Regions from separate parts of the Mus musculus genome. Here all the other regions are linked to region 3. Evidence: chromatin contacts called from public Hi-C and HiChIP or PLAC-seq data. All regions are on one chromosome and are shown on one strand. Each heading gives the region's core, a stretch centred on a gene start, on an enhancer-like site or on the middle of the called end of the contact. The rest is flanking DNA. Distances are from core to core; before and after follow the strand shown. Region 1 holds the start of Cep250 (centrosomal protein 250). Region 2 overlaps Uqcc1 (ubiquinol-cytochrome c reductase complex assembly factor 1). Region 3 overlaps Gss (glutathione synthetase).

Region 1 (4,328 bases), core at 1,701-4,200, 370 kb after region 3:
ACAAAAACCATGATGCATAACACGTTCACTCCTGCACACACACACATGCACAAACAAAATAACTGTAAAATTAGCATAGACATGAATGGTTCCCCCTTTACAAAGGCCAATGATTACTGTTTGGTTTTGATTTACTAACTCATTGGTCCCTTTTATAGGTATATTTGGTAATTTGAAACCTATGGCCACTCCCTAAAGTATGCTGTTTGCTGATGGATTTTCTGTTTTCATTTTTGACAGAATCTCGTGAACCCCAGGCTAGCCTTAAAACTCTTTACGTAGCCGAGAATACCTTTGAATTTCTGATATTCTTTTCTCCACCTCAAGTGCTGGGGTTATAGGCCTGTCCACCATGCTCAGATCTATCAGATCTAGGGCTTCACAGTGCTAGACAAACACAGGAACAACTGAGTGACACCCCGTACCCTACCCCTGTGATGGATTTTTATCTCAGTAACTTTTTTTAAAAAATGGTTTTAGAGCTTTATTGTAGAAGGCAGAGAGAAAGAGAGAAGGTAGAGAGAGAGAGAGAGAGAGAAAGAAAGAAAGAAAGAAAGAGAGAGAGAGAGAGAGAGAGGGAGGGAGGGAGGGAGGGAGGGAGGGAGAGAGAGAGAGAGAGAGAGAGAGAGAGAGAGAGAGAGAGAGAGAGAGAGAGAGAGAGAGGCTGGCCATGGCCATGTGGAAAGAAGGGGAGAGGGAGGGAGAGAAGGAGGGCTAGAAATGAGAGTAAGAAGGGTGAGAGCTTAAAGAGCAACTTTTTAAAAAAAAAACTATGAGGATGACTTGACTTATACAGTTCAATGGATACTTACTCAATGCCTATGAGACTATACATGAAGCATTCAGAATAACTCACTCTCACAAGTTTATGAAACTTAAATTTCAGAGAGGAAACATGTGAAAACAATAAGTCAGTAAATAAAAGGCAGAATTTCTATGAAAGAAACAAGAAACCATGATGGGAAAACATAGAGTAAGTTTTATTTCTCAAAAATTATCTTGTTGCCTGGCAGTGGTGTCTTTGCCTCTAATCCCAGCACTTTGGTGGAACAACCAGGGCTACACAGAGAAGCCCTATTTTGAAAAACCAACCAACCAACCAACTAACCCCAAAAACCTAAAACGTTTAAAAAGCTATAGGGTGTTTATCTCTGTTCCCTAGCTCTCTCCTCTCTTTCCCTTCTCCCTGCCCGCCAACCCCCAACCCCGTGTATAATTCAGAATGTTCTGGAACTCCTCCTGTAGACCAGGCTCTAACTCAGAGATCTGCCTGCCTCTGTTTCCCCAGGGCTGGGTGTAAAGGCGTGTGCCTCCACTGTTCAGCTGTCTGGCTCTCTCATGTTCACACCACCTCACACCACCTATACATTAATTAGTTCACTCAACACTTCTGGGCATCTGTTTTGTATCAGATGGCCTTGTACTGTGTGCTAGAGTCACAGATGCCCAAGAAGGACTCTGTCTCGTGTAGTTCCCATAGTGCATAATCATCTGGGGTATTTGCAAGAATGCAGATTCCTGGCTTCACCTTTGGTCTACTGAGTCTTCAGGAATTGAATCGAAGTGTCAAGTCCCACCTCGTGTCTTGGTATATACTGAGATGATTCATTTCTTTGTTTTTGCTTATTTGTTTGTTTTGTCTCTACTAAAATTATAACCAACTGGGAATCAAATAAAAATTTAATGCTGGCCTGGAGAGATGGCTCAGGGGTTATATAGCAGTGACTGCTTTTCCAGAGGTCCTGAGTTCAATTCTCAGCAACCTCATGGTGCTCACAACCATCTGTAATGGGATCGGACGCCCTCTTCTGGTGTGTCTGAAGACAGCTACAGTGTACTAATATAAATGAATAAAAAATTCACACACACACAAAAGAAAGAAAGAAAGAAAGAAAGAAAGAAAGAAAGAAAGAAAGAAAGAAAGAAAGAAAGAAAGAAAGAAAGAAGGGAGGGAGGGAGGGAGGAAGAAAGAAAGGAGGGAGGGAGGGAGGAAGAAAGAAAGAAAGAAGGGGAAGAAGGAAGGGAGGGAGGGAGGGAGGGAGGGAGGGAGGGAGGGAGGGAGGAAGGAAGGAAGGAAGGAAGGAAGGAAGAAAGAAAGAAAGAAAGAAAGAAAGAAAGAAAGAAAGAAAGAAAGAAAGAAAGAGAGAAAGAGAGAAAGAGAGAAAGAGAGAAAGAGAGAAAGAGAGAAAGAGAAAGAAAAGCCGGGCAGTGGTGGCGCACGCCTTTAATCCCAGCACTTGGGAGGCAGAGGCGGGCGGATCTCTGAGTTTGAGGCCAGCCTGGTCTACAGAGTGAGTTCCAGGACAGCCAGGGCTACACAGAGAAACCCTGACTCGAAAAACCAAAATAAATAAATAAATAAATGAAAAAAATCAATGCTAAGAAAATGCGTCAATAATGATTGTACAATATATTATCAAAATAACTCCCCGTTCCTAGCGGAACGCAGTCAAGTAGCGGTAGTCATAACCGGACAAAGTAGCCAACGACACAGTTGTTTGCGAATGTTCTGTTTCCTGGGGCTGCGTGGAGGATCAGTAAAGATCTAAAGCTGAGACATTCGTTTGCCCAGATTTAACTGGAGCTAGGTGCTTTCACCCAGTTACTGTACTTGGCTTTGTTGGTGAGACAGTGCGCAGGTGCACCGAGACCTTGGCTACACGCATGCGCAGTACTTAACTCTGAAGCCACAGGCGGGAGCTTACGGGCGAGTGTTTCTTCTCCACCTCAGAACGTTCAGTGCTAGAATTCAGAGACGGTGACTGTCTTTACTTTTGGAGAGCGACCTTGGTCTCACTATATCCCCCCCTTTCCTTTTGGGCTTCTCTAGTAAGTTGGCTGCCAGTACTTAATATGGCGAGAGGTTTGCAGCGGCGCACTCATTCCCGGCGCTCGGCTGGACTGGGCTGGGCGGTTCCCCACGAAAGGGCGGGAGTTTGACGGGCGGGGCCTGGCCTCCAGACTGAGGGCGGCCCCAGGCCGGGCCTGCAGGTTGCTGCAGCGGCCTCGGTAGCTGCGGAGCGCTTCGGGATCCCCGGGAACCGACTCTGGTGAGGTGGGCAGGGGCAGGCGGGAGGCGCTGAGCGTAACGGTCCGAGGTCCAGGGCCTGGGCGCCCGCGGGGATGTCGCCTGGACAGCGGCTTCCTGTATCCCGGGAGGCACCCCGGGCCCAGAGAGGGGCTGGGACCTGTCCCAGTGGTCGGGGCCTGCCTGCCTCAGTTTCCTGCTGCAGCCGCCGCCCAGAGAACCTCACACTCGGGTGGCCCACTGTCGTAGCCCGGAGCTGACGGGATGAGATGCTGCGCGCCCTGCGGATCACGCTCCGTGCACCCGGGAGTTTTGCAGCGCCCTGTGCTCATACGGCTTTGCATGTGATCTTCCCCTGAAAGTCCGCTCTCAGCCCACTGCCCCATTATCAGAACTTTGATTTTTCAGAACTCAAAGATCACTTCTTTAAAAATCTTTCTTGAGGCCTGCTCCAGGCTCAACTGATCAGATTCTTGCCTTTTGCGAACTTTGCCCAAGTCAGTGTTCTGCCACTCTTTCTTGTTCTGGGCTTGTTAGAAATCATGTCCTTTTTTTTCAACTCTTATGCCCTATGATGACTACTAGTAACTAAAAAAAAGTTACTGAATAGTCGAAAGATGACAGCTCTATTAAATGCATTACCTACAAAGGCCCCTTTAATCCATGCAGCGATCTATGGTGTGCGTTCTGTATATTCACGTTTTATGCACGAAGAAACAAGCACTTATAAATCAAGTTTCACAATGAGCTAGAACCCCCTACGAATATTATGACTTAACTAGATTGCCTTTAGTTTGCTGTTTATACGTTAGCCTGTAAGATATGGAGGTCAGGGTTGCAACTCACGTTTCAATAAAAGGGCTGCTTTTTTTTTTAACCCAGCGTCTTATGCAGCCAGTCAGTGTTGAGATTTCAGGCCTGTGAGTCTAGGCTGGGCCCTGAGAAAGCTTATGAAGTAGGATTGATAATATTACCAAATCGATAGTTTTCTTAACAAAAATCAAGGCCAGCTCTGCACTGTCTTACTGGTACATCTACACCCTGTGCTGCAGGAACATATTGTCACATTTTGCTCAAATTACCTCAGAAAGCTTCAGGTGTGGATGTCATTAATTCATTCCCCTTAGGAAATGCTCTGCAGTGCTGTGAGTTTTATATTTTTTGATTTTGGCAGCTAATGAAATGAGAATAGAATTTGGAATTGAATTAGACTTTGATTTCCGCTTTGCTACTAACCAGTTGCGCCTGGTGGACACGTGAAGGCTATAGAGGACGTTGTGGAGATGTCTTTAGCCTTCGT
Region 2 (4,009 bases), core at 573-3,072, 310 kb after region 3:
CACTTGGGAGGCAGAGGCAGGTGGATTTCTGAGTTCAAGGCCAGCCTGTCTACAAAGTGAGTTCCAGGACAGCCAGAGCTATAAAGAGAAACCCTGTCTCGAAAAACCAAAAAAAAAAAAAAAAAAAAAAAAGAAACCGAGGCAAGAATGGGTTTTCCTGTCAGAACATACAGAAGAAAGAAAAAACCCCCACGTCTGGAGCATAATCCACCCAATGTTACAAACCCAGTGTCAACACTGAGACCGGCACCTAGAATTACATGGAAGTTTGCTTGGCTTACTCAACGACCAGAACAAACCTTCCAGAATCTACTGGCTCTGTTTTCCCTTTAATCCACTCAGGGCATAGTTTTAAGACTAGCATCACACTAGAAGCAGCATTCTGGAGGACTGGAGAGAATGCTCAATGGTTAGTAACACAGCTGCTCTTGCAGAGGACCGGGCTTCGACTCTCAGAGACTCTCAGAGCTCACTCAGGGGCTCACAATCACCTGTAACTCCTGTTCCAGGGATCCAATGTCCTCTGACCTCTGAGGGCACCAGGTACACAGGTGATGATATATACAGATGTGCACAGCTCCTCCCTACCCTATACCTAATTTTAAAAAAAAATCTAAAATCTAAATGAAAACAGCACACTGGAAGGGATTGATGCTTACGCTGACACGGGCTTACCTGTAAAACAAAAGCCACTCCTAGAAAGGAAGAAACCAAATTTTACTAAAGATAAAGATATAGCCTGGCATAATGTTGCAAGCCTGTGACTCCAGCACTGGCTGAGGCGAGGACACCATGAATTTGAGGGCAGCCCAGGATACACAGGGGAGACCCTGCCTCAGAAAGCACAAACGTAGATGAATCGCCCCTCGCCACCAGAAGATTGACAGAACAGATTAAAGCAACCAAGTGAGGCCCAAAGAGAAAGTAAAATTAATGAAACAAATTCAAAATGTCTCATCTAATGACTAGATGACCTAGGGTCTAAGACAAAGCTAACACAGGCCACACCCTCACTGTATGAGAAGAGTCAGTGCGAGCCAATTTGGAGAATACTGAAAATTACGTTTACACAAAACCAAACAGCTCAATACAATACGTAATTGGATTAATAATTAATCCTTAGACTAAGCACTCATGTTAACTGGTATTTTGTTTGTTTTTCCTTATTCTTTCTTTTAGAGGGGGTTGTGCGGCTCAGGCCCGTCTTGAACGCCTTGATCCTGCTGCTTCTGCTTCCAAAGAGCTGGGATTACAGCCCTGTACCACCACACCCTGGTCCTAGGTTAAATGTTGAAAAGGGCTCTTTGGGGGAGGGAAGGCTTACAGACTCAAACAAAAATGACCCTTACGAATGCAAAAATAAACATTAAAAAGAAAGTAACAATAAAATTCATGTATTAATTAATCACATGTTTAGCAAGTCTTCGTGAGCACCTACTCCAAATGCAGGCTGATCTGGGAGCTAGGCTGATCTGGGAGCTAGGCTGTGAGCTGGGCTGCGAGCTGCGCTGCTCTACAGCAAGCCGACACGCTCCTCCCACAGTTGCTGATGCTCTTAAACCTGCAATTTATTATTGAGGTTATAAGCCTCAGCACTATCCCTGTCTCTCAGTGATTCCAGGGCCTCATAAATAATCCTGATCTCTTTTACATATAAGGAAGGCGAAGAACCCAACTAGCAAAGTAAAGAAAAACAGGAGAGTTCAAGCCTTCCTCTGACGGCTCCCCAGTCTCTGTAGAAGGCCAGCCCAGAGACAGGCTCTACAGTAGAAGACCCGATGCATCGGTACCCGTCACCTGCCTCTATTTACACAACTGTTTATCCAGTCCAGCTCTCTGCCTTTCATGTGCTTACGTAACTTAAGGTCACACAGCGGAGAAGAGAGGAGCTGACACCAGCTGAGCTTTCCCCAGGCCAGTGTCTCTCACATCTCACACTATTCCTTCAATTCAGTGAGGCCCAGCTCAGCAGCCTCTTCCTGCGAGAGAGCGTCCCTGTCTGCAGTCAAAAGAGCAAGAGCCTCCTCTCTCTTCGAGCCAAGAAGAGCGGCCATGGCTCTTCCCAGCATCAGCCGAGAGGGTAGAATCCTGTGACTTAAGGCTGATCTCCTGCCACATCTTGGCAGCTCTGAACATCCTGTCTCACACAACCATGTTTGGAATTTGGCCTGGTTCGACCAAGTCTACTGTTGAGAGGATGTGATTCTGAACTCCATAACCAGTGGGCATGCGCACAGGTCTGCCACACTGACAGCTATAAACGAATCTCAAGTGGGATTTTTTTAGAGCTTGTTTGCCTTACTATGCCATCCACTGAGGCCACGAGAGAGATGCCAACGTGGCCACTCAGCCCCTTTGTTTGCTAAGGAGTGGTTTATATATTGGTGAGCTGGCACACTGACCCTTTCCTGGGGCTATGTGCATGGTTATCTATATCTAGTCTCCTAAACTTCGTCTCTAAGCTTTCTAGGGGGAGCACGGTAGCCACCAGATTCATCTGTGGCAAAAGAAAGCAAATCAAAATGCTTCCTGAAAGCACCTCACCTGACGTGAACTACCATAAGCTACATATGGCTCGAAACCAGATCCTTAAGATCAAGGTCTTGGCTGGCAAGTACCAGGGCACTGAAGGTCAAGTGTGCTGATGAAACGCTTGTGCGTGGGTCTTTGGTTTAAACAAAAAGGAACTCAACAACCTATGTGTGTAGATGTGTGAGCGCAGCCTCTGGCTGGGGGAAGGAGAAAGGAGCTGTACACAGCTCCAGGGCACACCATATATAGCAGGTCTGAAGCTGCTGGAGTCAGCAGGAGCCCAGATGCCCACAGCTACATCAAAACTGCAAGGGCGCTTTTAAAGCGGCCCTGGCAGATGCTGCCAACGCTTGCCAGGCCAGTTCCCTAGCTGGACTGGGATGTGGATGGTATGTTTTCCAAACCCTTTCTAGTCCATACCTTACTTCCTTTTCTTCTTTATAAGAGTCTTACCTGGCTCCCCTAATGTTCACTCTCCATCTTGCTTTGGCACTTAAAACATCTTTACAAGTTACTTCTGACTCTCCTAACAGTTCAGGCCCATCCTCTGGCTCTGGGCCCCTGAAATCAAGGATTGCAGTTCCTAAGCACCTACTGTCTCCAGGGCTTTCTGGGACACAGTGAATGCCAAGAAAAGCAGCGTTCACTGTAGAGCTAGTCGTGGAAAAGTCATTTCTGTCATTATTTGTATTCAGAAAAAGAGACCCCTGTCCCTTGGTCACCAAGAAGAAACACTAGGGCATTCCCGTTCACAGAGTCAGCTTTGGGTTTGTCTCAGATTCTTCATTGTTATGTGGGACATAAAGTGACTTGTGACAAATGTCATCAGATCACCAGAACCATCCCTCCTCGTGTAAACAAGGGAACTGAAGTAGAGACGTGGCTTTGAAAACTGCCTTCTGGGTTTCCAGGAAGCGGCTTCAGGGTCCTTTTGTGCATGTGTGCTACACACATAAGAAGTAGTTACGTCATTTCCACGCCTTCACTCCAAGCACCAACCTTTTTACCACTTACAATGTGGCTGGGATAAGATTTACTCTGTGCAGAGCTCAGCATTGAAGTGCGCATATCGATTCTGCAGGGGACCTGGCTTCCAGAATTTCAAAAACTTTCACAGTGAAACAACAAATGAGAGCATTTATAACTTGACTGTAATTTAAACATTACAAAATGATGGGGGGGGGGCAGAGAGAGAGAGGCTGAGACTTAAAGAGATGGCTCATATATAAATAATAATTTTTCCTCTTTTTAACCTTTTTATTGGATATTTTATTTATTTACATTTCAAATGTTATCCCCTTTCCTGATTCACCCCCCCCCAGAAACTCCCTATCCCATCTCCCCTCCTCCTGCTTCTATGAGGGTGTGCCCCCATCCACCCACCCACCCACACCTGCCTCCCTGCCCTTGAATTCCTCTACACTAGGGCATCGGCCTTCACGGGACCAAGGGCCTCTTCTCCCATTGATGTCCAACA
Region 3 (4,317 bases), core at 1,421-3,920:
TGTCTGTCCTTGTCCTTGACTCCAGTTAACAGGCTGGCATTTAGTTATACCCTGGGTTCTTTGGACTTTGATACAGGCATGAAATCCAAGTATCATTTAAGACAGTTATTCTAGAATGGAGATATGCCTCCTGAGATTTCCAACAACCAACGAACTGGAACTTGGCAGATAAAAATATACCCTGTTACTTGAATTATTTACCCTCTCAGTTAATATCAGTTTGCCATTATGGTAGGTTGGGTTTATGGTGGTAGAACTTTCTCTTTATTTTTCTCTTTTGTTGTTGCTGTTGGGTTTTTTGAGGCAGAGTGTCTCTGTGTATACAGCCCTGGTTGTCTTGGAACTCAACTCTGTAGACCAGGCTGGCCTTGAACCTAGAGATTCACCTGCCTCTGCCTCTGAGTGCTGTGATTAAAGGCGTGTGCCACCACTGCCCGTCTTAGAGCTTTTATAATATTCTCTTTAAAAAAATTACCTTGAGCTCCCCCTCTTCTCATCTTCTCTCTGTGTGCGCCTGCCCCCTTCGCTCTTTCTCTCTCCCTCCCCTAACGGCTCCTCCCCCTCCCCCATGGTGACTTCCCTGGCCTTGGTCCTTGGGGCCAATGAACTTGCCCATCCAGGAGCAGGTTCCCAATAAATCTGCCTTTTATATAATCTTTTAAAAAATTACCTTGAACTATATACAAACAATCATACATATTTCAAAGGAGCTCTAAACAGCCAGGTGTGGTGGCACATGCCTTTAATCCCCAAACTTCGGAAGAAGAGAAAAAGCAGATCTCTGTGAGTTCAAGGGCAGTCTGGTCTACAAAGTGAGATCCAGTATAGTCAGGGGTAGGTAGAGAGACCCTGTCTCGAATTAAAAAAAAAAAAAACCAAAAAAAACAAATAAATCAAAATAAAAGAGCTAAGGTACATAGTGAGAAGTATGTCTCAATCCCACTTTGGCTTGAGTCACCCAGTCCTCTCCCCAAGACAAATACACACACACACACACAGACACACACAAATATATGATTTCCTTTTTACACATATAGAAAGGTTCTGTCTCAAAAAATCTAAAAACAAAACAAAACAAAAAACCAAAACAGGGGCAGGATTATTACAGATCACGTAAAAGGTGACCAGCACCCAAAGTACATGGCTTTAAGACACAGGAAACTGCCTCTCTCAAGTCCCACCCAATCTAAAACATTGCCAGAGTTTTTCTGCCAAGACTTCTGTCTGTCCCGACCCCAGCACTCATCATACCTATTTGAATTTAGGATGGCCAGCACACAACTGTCCTCTGCTGTCCACGGGCTGAATCACACAGCTCTCACTTTTTAGAGAAAACAGTAGCACACGTATGACAATAACACTCTGTTTTGTCACCAGGGAACAATAGGAACAGTGAGGTGGGGGACAAGCAACTCCCAGATCACATGATGTTTGTCAGTTTGAAGACAGGGTCTCACATAGAGGAGGCTGGCCTCGCTGTAGGCTAGGCTGAGCTTAAGCCTCTTTTTAAAAAATATTGTATTATATTATATTATATTATGTGTATGTGTTCCATAGCTTTATAGCATGCATATGAAATGAAGTTCAAAGGACAATGTGTGGGAACTGAGTCTTTCCTTCGACCACTAGGTTATGGAATCAAACTCAGGTCCTTAAAGTTCAGCGGCAGGTGCCTTTGCCCACAGAGCCATCTAGTGGTCCAGTCTAGAACTTCTGCTCCTCCTGACTCCATTTCCCAAGTGCTGGAATTACAGGCCTGAGCTACCACACCTTCCCAGTTTGATTTGCATAGATAAACTGAGTAACTTTTTATTGTTGTTGTTATATTTATTATATTATTTGCATGTGTGTATGGTGTATATACTTGGCAGTGTGGGCAAGTGCATGTATACTGAGAGTTGGGTGTCTTGCCCTCTCCACCTTCATTTTTTGAGACAAGGTCTTTCACTAAACCTGAAAGTCACAGACTGGACAGGCTGGCTAGCCAGTGAACTCCACAGATCTGGGGTTGCAGGTGTCTACTACTGTGCCAGGGATGGATTCTGGGGTCTGAACTCAGGTTCTCATGCTTGCTCATGGGTACTTCAAAAAATGACCCAACCTCCCCAGACCCTACTGTTTTAGTGTTGGTCCGGCCTTTTTTAAAAGAAAAAAAAAAATGCTGGTATGAAGATGGCTCAGTAGTCAAGAGCACCAGTTGCTCTTACAGAGGCCCTCAGTTCAACTCCCAACACCCACATGGCAGCTTCCAACCGCCTGTAAGTAGAGTTCCAGAGGACCTGAAGTTTCTTCTGGCATCTGTAGGTAGTGCACATACATACACTTGGGCACACACATAAACACATAAAATAAGAATAAATATTTAAAAATAGAAATGCTGCTAACTTTTTTTTTCTTGAAAAAGGGAAGAAGACAACACTAACAAAAATGTAAAGATGGCTTGCCTCCGAGGGAAACGGCGGCTGGGGGAAGGAGTCTTACTCTACACTGGATATGCTTTTGGACAGTTCACCTAGCTCATGTGTTAGCAGTTCAAAATGAAGTCCCTGTCTAACGCTGCAGGTGTCAAATCTTAAACCCTCACGGGGCTGATCTGCTGCATCGATCTACAGGGTGAAGGTCACAGTCCCCTCTGCCCAGAATCAAAAGGTCAGATGGGCTGTCTGACTTCACCTGAGTCCACCCATTGACCAGCCCTGCCTTTCAGCTGCATTCTTTGAACATTTTTGCCCTCTCCGTACTTTGGGGGTGTCCCCCATTTGTCTTTTTAGCTCAGTCTGTCTATCATTCACCATTTTACCTCTGATCAAAATGAATCGCTACTTCTATCGGGTGTCCCAAGAAAGACCGGCAGGGTGGGAATGTGCAGAGCCTGCCTTGAGAGCCTAACTCCGTGGGATTAGAGTCCGGCTCTGCCAATCTTCCCACGACCTCAGTGACCTCAGTCGGGTTACTTAACTTCTCCGAGCTGAGATTTCCTCATCTCTGTGGCTGTGAAGGTTAAATGAGTCAGCAGTTCCAAAGTAATTAGAATAAAGCCCGACACACAATGAGTGTTCAATAAATGACAGTTAACTGCACACTGCATGCTGCCTGCGCCTCCCAGTCCAATGACATTCCTTAAATTTATTCTCTGTTACAGACTCCAACTAAACCCACACTCCAAAGGTGAGAGCCTCTGGCTGAGAGCCATGTCAAGACCGCCCTGGCATAGAGCAGGGTGTGGTTCGGAATAAATTCACGGGGCGGGGGGGGGGGCGCAGAGAAAGGGAGGGCTAGAAAGAAAAGAAAAAAAGGGGAGAAAGAAGTGGGATTGGGAATGAAAAGAAGCAGCAAAATACAGCAAGGCTGATCTAGTAAGCGCCTTTGCACACAAAGAGGGAGAAAGGGCTGACTGCAGAGGTATACAAGACAGCAAGCACAGCCACTCAGAGACGAGACAGGAGAGTAGGAAAGTATCTCAGGATGTTGTCAAGCTGGTCTCAAATTCATGCTTTTAAGCAATCCTCCTGCCTCATAAGTGCGACTGAGCCCAGGAGAAGGAGTATGATACAGAGAAACCCTGTCTCAAAATGCCAAAGTGTGTGTGTGTACGCACTCGCACACACACCTTTGATGTACCAATGAGTGTTTAATCTTTGTATCATAAAACAATACTATTGAGTGTTACCATTAGGGGAAAGTATGCCTAAGAGTAAGTAGAATAAGCAACTAAATGAGAACTGAAATTTGGCCTTTATTTTTTTCCTCCTCCTCCTCCTTCTCCTTCAGATTTATTGACTTTATAACTTTATATATGCGAGTACACTATTGTTCTCTTAGACACACCAGAAGGGGGCATCAGATCCCATTACAGATGGATGTGAGCCACCATGTGGTTGCTGGGAATTGAACTCAGGACCTCTGGAAGAGCAGTCAGTGCTCTTAACCACTGAACTATCTCTCCAGTCCCTGGCCTTTACTTTTCAACATTTAATTTGTTAAATTCCTTGGCAATAAAAAACAAAAACAGAAACAAAAAACATTAGACAAAGGAAGCTAACCCTCACATAAGGTTAATTCCTTAAATAGATTGCTAAACAAAAATTTAAAACACATGACAGAATAATATGTATGTTTCAACTTGGATTTGTTGTTGTTTTTCGAGCCCTGGCTGTCCTGAAATTTACTCTGTAGACCAGGCTGGCCTCCAACTCAGAGATCCACCTGCCTCTGCCCTCTAAGTGCTGGGATTAAAGTGCACGAGCCACTGTGCCTGACTCAACTTGGATTTTAAATTATAGATGTGTGTGAGAGAGTATGTGTTATCCCAAGCCA

The links. A called contact is a pair of places that touch in the nucleus more often than the background predicts. HiChIP or PLAC-seq counts read pairs in DNA pulled down with a chosen protein or histone mark.
Region 1: an H3K4me3 HiChIP or PLAC-seq map of bone marrow-derived macrophages shows a contact between it and region 3, with 3 times the contacts expected there. The contact joins the promoter of Cep250 here to the enhancer-like site in region 3. A contact is called at or near these places in 1 of 484 Hi-C or Micro-C datasets (muscle stem cells) and 5 of 115 datasets of contacts at active chromatin or transcription factors (bone marrow-derived macrophages, embryonic stem cells, memory CD8 T cells and 2 more).
Region 2: a contact with region 3 is called in a Hi-C map of liver, with 2.1 times the contacts expected there. The contact joins two enhancer-like sites. A contact is called at or near these places in 1 of 484 Hi-C or Micro-C datasets (liver) and 2 of 9 other capture datasets (adipose tissue and pancreatic islet).

What each region holds. Positions count from the first base shown.
Region 1 is chr2:155,953,608-155,957,935 of GRCm38.p6, forward strand. It overlaps Cep250 (centrosomal protein 250), which reads left to right and starts at 2,951. Exons shown (of 33, transcript NM_001130000.1): 1 at 2,951-3,050.
Region 2 is chr2:155,893,374-155,897,382 of GRCm38.p6, forward strand. All of the region lies in intron 6 of Uqcc1 (ubiquinol-cytochrome c reductase complex assembly factor 1), which reads right to left. Among named protein-coding and RNA genes, the nearest start is that of Uqcc1, 35 kb to the right of the region's middle. Within about 2 kb of position 1,823, at least 39 of the 459 cell types and tissues checked have an H3K27ac peak or open chromatin away from gene starts, as enhancers often do. A contact at or near this core is called in liver, where this site is marked.
Region 3 is chr2:155,582,646-155,586,962 of GRCm38.p6, forward strand. All of the region lies in intron 2 of Gss (glutathione synthetase), which reads right to left. The region is part of intron 3 of Gssos2 (a long non-coding RNA gene); the gene reads left to right. Among named protein-coding and RNA genes, the nearest start is that of Gss, 8.0 kb to the right of the region's middle. Within about 2 kb of position 2,671, at least 42 of the 459 cell types and tissues checked have an H3K27ac peak or open chromatin away from gene starts, as enhancers often do. A contact at or near this core is called in bone marrow-derived macrophages, embryonic stem cells, liver and 1 more, where this site is marked.